Linked DNA regions of Triticum aestivum: region 2 is linked to region 1. Evidence: chromatin contacts called from public Hi-C data. All regions are on one chromosome and are shown on one strand. The core of a region is the stretch at or near the end of the contact, and the rest is flanking DNA. Distances in the headings are between cores, read along the strand shown. Region 1 holds the start of LOC123049261 (protein PHLOEM PROTEIN 2-LIKE A10). Region 2 holds the start of LOC123049263.

The links. Hi-C and Micro-C count contacts between places; a contact is called where the count stands out from the background.
Region 2: a contact with region 1 is called in a Hi-C map of leaf, with 3 times the contacts expected there. The contact joins the promoter of LOC123049263 here to the promoter of LOC123049261 in region 1. A contact is called at or near these places in 3 of 5 Hi-C or Micro-C datasets (all in leaf).

Annotation. Positions count from the first base shown.
Region 1 is chr2D:314,619,393-314,623,295 of IWGSC CS RefSeq v2.1, forward strand. LOC123049261 (protein PHLOEM PROTEIN 2-LIKE A10) reads right to left here and starts at 1,906. Exons shown (of 1, transcript XM_044472206.1): 1 at 511-1,906. The coding sequence starts at 1,817. The coding sequence ends at 747.
Region 2 is chr2D:315,009,530-315,013,432 of IWGSC CS RefSeq v2.1, forward strand. LOC123049263 reads right to left here and starts at 2,050. Exons shown (of 2, transcript XM_044472208.1): 1 at 905-2,050; 2 at 463-730. The coding sequence starts at 1,974. The coding sequence ends at 1,153.

The sequences.
Region 1 (3,903 bases), core at 656-3,155:
TCATGTATCCCATTGTGAGTCGACTAGGACTTAGTTAAATTTTAGTCGACTAAGAATTAGCGAAACCATTACGAAGTTACTCTGGATACAGAACCCTTCCAGTACTCCCAAACAAGGATCGTCACTTTTAACCAATGAATCAACAGATCATTTTCCCGTGCAATAATTATACGAATACGGGAAGAAACTGAAGAATTCCTCAAAAAGCGAACTAGAGGCAGGCCATGAAGCATTAACACCTTTGTCTGATTGTTCTTCAGTACATACAGAGTAAATGAAGAAACGCAAAATCTATACTGATATTTACTCGATCAATCTGTTGGCACACACAAAAAGGAACATTCTGAATGTCGATAAGGATAAGCAAGTTGAGCAAGCAATTGGATAAAACGGATCATGTACGAAACAGGTGAGATTACCTAGACGATCAAAATCTTCTAAACTTCCGTTGAAAACTTAACTTGCTGATCCGAGCAGATTTTAAAATTGTGCGACAGTATTGTAACACAATAGAATCACCATCTCACTACAATCACATATTTACACAGTGGAAATATAACTGACCAACAGAATTAGAAATAAGCAGGCAAAGTTACACTGCCAGAAATTTCTATAAACTGTATGCAGGGTCAAATTGTTACACAACAAATATATTTACAAGTGACCAAACTTATTGTTTCTGTTGCCCCTCCCCCTTTCTGAACACTTCAGTTTCAGTATATTCTCTACTCAAGTAAAGCTCAAGCTCAAGCCGGTGCCAAGAGCCATGTGCGGTTCAACACATGCAAGCACAATACTATGCAGATGGCAGCGACAACCATGGACCTTTCGCTCATATACCTCAAGACACACAATCCAGCCCTCGCTGTGGCATCACCGCCAGCCCTTGCAGCATCATGCAGCCTCCACAGCACAAACTCAAGGAAAGACCGCACTGCCTCGAATGTCGCCCTGCCCGTCAGATCCAGAACAAGCTTCCGATTGCTTGGAACAGCAAGCGCACTCGAGACCGTTTCTGTCCATCCTTCCCCAACCTCACCATTGCCACTGTGAGCATTTCCATTGCCATTGGAGAGTACGCCGTGGGAGGTCTTCACCAACGTCTCGACGGAAGCACTGCAGAGTGCCACCAGAAGCTTTTGCAGCTTGGAGTCGTAGGCCGGGTTTGTGGCAGCGGCGCAGATCTGATCGTAGGTGTTGATGTGGATGGTCTTGTCAATGAAGACGCCCACGGCGGTGGACGTGAAGACCTCCACCCAGCTGCGGATCGCCCTACGGCAACTCCCACTGGTGACAATGTCTACCCAGCTCGCCGGTGATGATCCCGCCGATCCTGAAGGATCGGCTGGGACAGAATAACAGGCGAGCACGATGTCGCGCCCGAAGCTGCCCGCCACGGCTGAGACGAGCCGCTCGCCGGCTGGGGAGAACAGCTTCTCAACAAGACGATCCGAAAACGCTACCTCGCCTGCGGAAGCTGGACTGGTGACGGAGGCGTAGCCGCGGAGCACGCCGGCGGTGAGGGCCCCGGAGAGCGCGGAGGCGGAGGCGGTCGCCTCGTGGGAGGAGGCGAGCTTGGATAGTTGAGTGAGAGTGGTAGGCAGCGAGTCGGAGTCAGATTGGAGAAAGGCCGCGAGGTCGGAGGCGACGGCGGCGACGGCATCGGCGAGGGACGAGAGAGCCGAGGCCAGGCGGGAGAAGCGGCGGCGGCGGGCGGCGACGGCTGGGTGGTGGTAGATCAGGTAAGCACCAGCAGCAGCGCCCGCACAGACGATCCAGCGGCGGTGGTGGCGGGAGAAGGTGGGGACGCAGTTCATGGCGGCCGGAATCGGGGTTCGGATGGGGAATTCGCGAGGACCAGTGGTAGTCTGAACACGAGACTACGTGGCGCGTGGAGTAGAATCGGGGAAAGTATCCGGTGCTCTCAGTGTACTCCCGATACATCAATGTCAAAAAAAATATTTTGAATGTTTCAAAAAATCCAAAACAAAATGTGAATGATCACAATGGATGTGACAAGCCTTAAAAATTTCAGGTCCAAACTCGAACATTGAGAAAAAAAAATCTAGAATGAATAGTGTAAAGAAGAGACAAAAGCAACATTGATACTATTCACACCTAGATTTCTCTTTTTTGTTTCTCAATGTACATTTCGATTTTGGACCTGAAATTTTTAGAGGATGTGATGACATTCCTTGTGAATATTTACAACTTTTTTTTGGATTTTTTTGAAACATTTAAAAATATTTTTTGATATTGAAGCACCGGGTGTACCCCAAGGCTGGGAGCACTCGATACTTTCCCGTAGAATTGATCGTGGATCCCTTTCCCTTGGCGTGGGACGAGTGAAGTCTGTTTTAAATATTTTATTTACGACGATAACTGTCACACGTGTGGCATATATTAACACCGCCCACATATTTTTTACACTAAAGTTATCATCAGGAAAAAAACAAATCTCAAAAAACTGAAACTTGTCACCCAAACAGAAAGTTGACATGCTTCACAAGTAAAGTTGTCATCCTCTTGTAATTAAAGTTGTCATCAAAAAACGTGTGGGCGAAATTGCTTTGTGCCACACGTGTGAGCATTATCATTTGGGTTTATTTAATAGCCGAGAGGTATGAACGGTTGGGAAAAACCCTCTGTGTGGGTCATAAGAGTCGATTATCCAAGCGAGACCTTAGAGGGGAGGACACACCATAGGTAGACTAGACTGTGGCGCCCCCGATTCAATCGTACACTAATCATACATACAAATGTGTACGATCAAGACCAGGACTCATGAGAAGATATCACAACACAACTCTAGACACAAATTAAAATAATACAAGCTTTATATTACAAGCCAGGGGTCTCGAGGGCTCGAATACATAAGATCGAATACAAACGAGTCAGCGAAAGCAGCAATATCTGAGTACAGACATAAGTTAAACAAGTTTGTCTTAAGAAGGCTAGCACAAATGCAACATCGATCGAAAAGGCAAGGCCTCCTACCTGGGAGCCTCCTAACTACTCTTGGTCGTCGGCGGCCTCCACGTAGTAGTAGGCACCCTCGGTGTAGTAGTAGTCGTCGAAGGTGGTGTCTGGCTCCTGAGCTCCACTATCCGGTTGCGACGTTCGAGAAGAATGGAAAAGGGGAAAAAGAGGAAGCAAAGCAACCGTGAGTACTCATCCAAAGTACTCGCAAGTAAGGATCTACACTACATATGCATCGGTGTCAATGAAATGGGTAGTATCTGTGGACTGAACTGCAGAATGCCAGAAGAGAAGGGGAAAGCCTAGCCTATCGAAGACTAGCATCTTCAAGCAGCTCCAAGCATCTTGCAGCATTCAGAAGAGTATAGAATAACAGTTTATATTTAGCAAACATGTTGTAACATTAGCGCCCAGAGATCCTTTCTCGACTCCCTACGAGAAAGCAATCCTGAAGCCATCACATCCATCTTATGCCTCAGCATCCAGTATCCAGTTCTAGTTGTATCGATCGGGATAAAACTCCGAGCGTCCGTTACCGTGGAGACGGCTATTCGAATAGATAGAATACTTCCCTGTGGGGGTGCACCAACTTACCCAACACGCTCGATCAACTCTGGCCTGACACACCATCAGGTTATGACCGGCCTCGGCCGATCAACACGCCGCAGCCCTACCTAAGCTCACCAGAGAGGCCAGCACGCCGGTCTACATCCTAAGCGCGCAGGGGTCTTGGATCCATCGCCCTTTGCACTCCTGCACATTGTGAACGTGGCCGGTGAACTGACCTGGCTACCTCCTTAAAAAGGCAAGTGCTTACGTAGTCCAACCCGGTGCGCGCCGCTCCATCGCTGGCGTCCGTCGAGCTTTCGGCTGATACATACGACGCATAGTGCCCATACTTATTCCCGCGTGGTGGTTAGTGTG
Region 2 (3,903 bases), core at 800-3,299, 390 kb after region 1:
AATTTGATGACTTTACTTGGAAGCAAGTTGATAAGATATGTGGCAGTTAAAAAAGCTTCATCCCAAAATTTAAGTGGCATGGATGCATTTGCTAACAATGCAAGCCCCATATTAACTATGTGATGGTGCTTTCTTTCAGCAGACCCGTTTTGTTGGTGAGCATGAGGGAAAGAGACATGATGTGATATGCCAAGTTTTTGGAAGAAAGAGTTCAATTTTTCATACTCACCACCCCACTCACTTTGCATAGCAATGATTTTGGCGTTCAGTTGGCGTTCAACAAGATTTTGGAAATTGATAAAAACTTGAAATACATCAGATCGTTTCTTCAGTAAATAAATCCAAGTAAATTTACTATAGTCATCAATAAAGCTTACATAAAAGAAAAATCTACCAACTGAAGTAGGACCCATACATCTGAAAAGATAAGTTGTAGTAGGGCAGTGGACACACTAGTAGAAATAGGGTAAGGTAATTGATGACTTTTTGCTTGTTGACATGGATCACAAACTGACTCAACACTAGGCTCATAAGCGAGTTTATTTTTGCTAAGAACATATTTAACTATGACTAAAGATGGATGACCCAAGCGACTATGCCACCTTGATGATGAAAGCTTGGTGAAAATATTTGCTTGTTTATTGGACCATGAAGATGATGATGATGATATGAGTGGGTAGAGGCCTCCCATGCACCGTCCTCTAAGAATGATTCTCCTTGTTCTCAAGTCCTTAACCAAGAAAAAATAAGGATAGAATTCTATAAGAACATTGTTATCAAGAGTGAATCAATGAACGGAAACAAGATTTTTTGGATGTTTGAGAAACATGCAAGACATTTGTCAAATGTAAATTTTTCAAGGGGTTTTCAACAATTGAACTACCAATATGTGTAATATACATACCAGAACCGTTTGCCGAGTGAATTTGGTCGCCTCCATTGTACTTCTCCCGCATCGTCAACTTGTCAAGTTCACCTGTGATGTGGTTTGTTGCTACACTGTCGGCATACCAATTTGTGTCCATGCAATAGGAGACGACATGCGCCTCTTTTTCCTCTAGCTTGTTCTCCTCATAGCGCCACTAGTAGACCCGTGCACCTACTGGATGATGTTTGTAGCATATTTGACACTCAGGGTAATCATGCTGCTGCTCACGCACCTGCTGTTGCTGTTGCTGCTGTCGAGGGCGCCCTCTGAAGCCGCTGCCTCCATTGGAAGACGGGCTGGCGGTCACCGCGGTCACCACGGCCGCGCCCCCTTCCTCCTCGCCCGCGGGACTGTCCACGGTCTCTGTAGACCGCAATAGCAGATGAGTGGAACCCGCCTGAAGATGAATCGCCTAGCATCTCCATCCTTTGATCAAAGGCAGAGATCTGAGCGAAGAGATCATCAGCGGTGATGGTGTTCTTGACAGCGCCGATCGCCACCACCACGGAGTCATAGTCGCGGTCTAGTCCGGCCAAGATGTAGTCCACCATCCCCGGATCAGAGACGGGACGACCGACAGCAGCTAGTTCATCCCCGAGGCTCTTCATCTTCGCCATGTACGCCGAGCTTGACATGCTGCCCTTCTTGGTGTTGGTGATGGCGATTCTCAGATTGGTAATCCGAGATTGTGACTGCGAGGCGAAGAGGTTTGTCACCGTCGTCCAGAGCTCAAAAGCGGAGTCCTTCCCGACGACCTGCGCAAGGATCTCTGGCGACATAGAATTCAGAAGATAAGATAGGACCTGCTGGTCTTTGGCGATCCAGGGCCCGTACAGAGGATTCAACTCTAGGGTCGTGGTCTTGTCCGCCTTTGTGACCTCCACCATCCTGGACGGAGCGGCGTCTGAGTTGTCGAGGAGTCCAGTTACCTGTGCTCCTTGCAGGGTTGGGAGCACCTGAGTCTTCCAGAGGATAAAGTTTCCTCTTGCGAGCTTCTCAGATGGCGGCGAACCGAGGTTGAGCGCGACGCCAGCAGAGGAAGCCATGGAGACGATGGTATGTGGTTTTTAGGATTTTGGTTTGTGGCTAGATGTATGGGAAGAGGTGGCTCTGATGACCATGAAAGATAATGAGCGATCCCTACTCCCTTGATGGGGAGCGGCGTCGTATATATATTGATGATTAGGCAGGAGCCTGCCTTGGCATACAAGAAGATACAAGAGTTTGAGAGGGATACGAAGAAGGAAGGTCGGTTGAGATTACAGATATTTTCTCTAACATGCATGAGCAAGGCGCGTGCGGCACATAACCTCTGGTAGTCGCGGGCCTTATGGCCGAGGAGACGGCGACTTCCATCACTGCATTGCAGACGTCCAAGGCGCCGTGCACGCACCTCCGTCACCGGTCGGCGAGGAAGCCGCAGAGAGCCAAAGTGTCGGCCCTTGCTAAACTCGCCAAAGAAATCTAATGCGTGCATCTGCAGCTGTCTCGCTGAAATGGAACCAGCCAGCTTCGGTTTCTTGGTGATGTCGTTGCCTCTCTCCATGGTCGCCGGCCAAACAAATTAAGTCGGTTACAACCTCCCTTAGAAGCAGCACCCTGCATCATCCAGTCAAAGAACCGTAGATACGGACGGTGAAGAGCCGACGGCGGGCGAGAAGGCGAATCGACGGCAGCGCGGGCCGTATGCAACGACGGTAACCACCTGTGAATCGACGACGGTGCATGCGAGGCCGGCTCGAGGAATGAAGCATTGCCGAGTGTTTTTTTTTCTTTCGGAGTGCTGGCGTTCGTTTTTGGTGAGGGAAAGTCTCGTCTCTGCGTTACATTAGAAGATCCGGCATCGTATGAGCTCGATGCAAGCTCCACAGGGAAGGCGACTGGCAGTTGATTACTTCATCTACCCATTAGAAGCAAGTACGAGGAGCTCCCTCTATGCTAAATCAGAGTGATACGATCCATGGGAGGGAAACTTCCGGTGGGATTGCTATGGATATGTGATCCACCGATCCATGGTGCAGCAATTTCCCACGAGATTGGTAGAGGAAGATGCGCCAGGGAACCTACTCTTCGGCGGAGAAAATACTGGCCATTTTCTGCAAATAGGGAGATGCGGTATGTTTGTTTCTAGGAAGTGAGGTCACAAGGACACGTGTCACTCATTGGTTGGCCCTGCAGGATATCCGTGCAGGGATCCGAGTAGGAGAGCTGGACCTTTTTTCACATCGCGTCACGCAGAACATAGGGGCGCACTCCTATGTGACCCTCGTTGCCTCCAACAGCAGCGAGTTGCACAGGGGCAGCCCCTGGGCCGCTCCCCCATTGTAGACGTACTGCTGCTTCACCTAAATATTGTAAACCGAGATTATAGTGCATAATTTTTCTTTTTAGAACGAAGGTTTAAGAGGAGCCCGACTTTGAATTAACAAAGCCATCAACCAGCCAGGGATTACATAAGGCCACCATTACAACCAACAGGGAACATAAAGGAAATGCTACAGTCGATATTAAGTGTTGCCAAGCAGCTTACAAGCACCAAAGACTACAAGCCCTACACAAGAGTTGTAAATAAGCACTAGCTTGTAATCGACGGAGTCCTCCGAGTGAACTTGTCCTAGAAGAGCGAACAGAGAGGAACATCAAACGACGCCAATGCCCAATGACAAAGGACCGCGCCCTCATCTACCCAGGAAGGTGGACATCGAAATCGTGTTGCTGTTCTCCAAATTACGACTTGGCTCGAAAGGTGCCGGACAGCCGGAAGATGGAATTGCTCACCCTAGAGCAAAGAACAGACAAGGTTCTAGACATCAAGGGAGATACTCAGCCCGACCTACTACTTCACGAAGGAAACCCGAAGGATATCCACATTGAGGGTCTCTGATACAAGCACGAAGAGGAAAAACTGCACAAGGGAGATGTCACTGAACAAACATACAGAGAAAAGAGATGGAGCACCATAATTGAAATTAGCT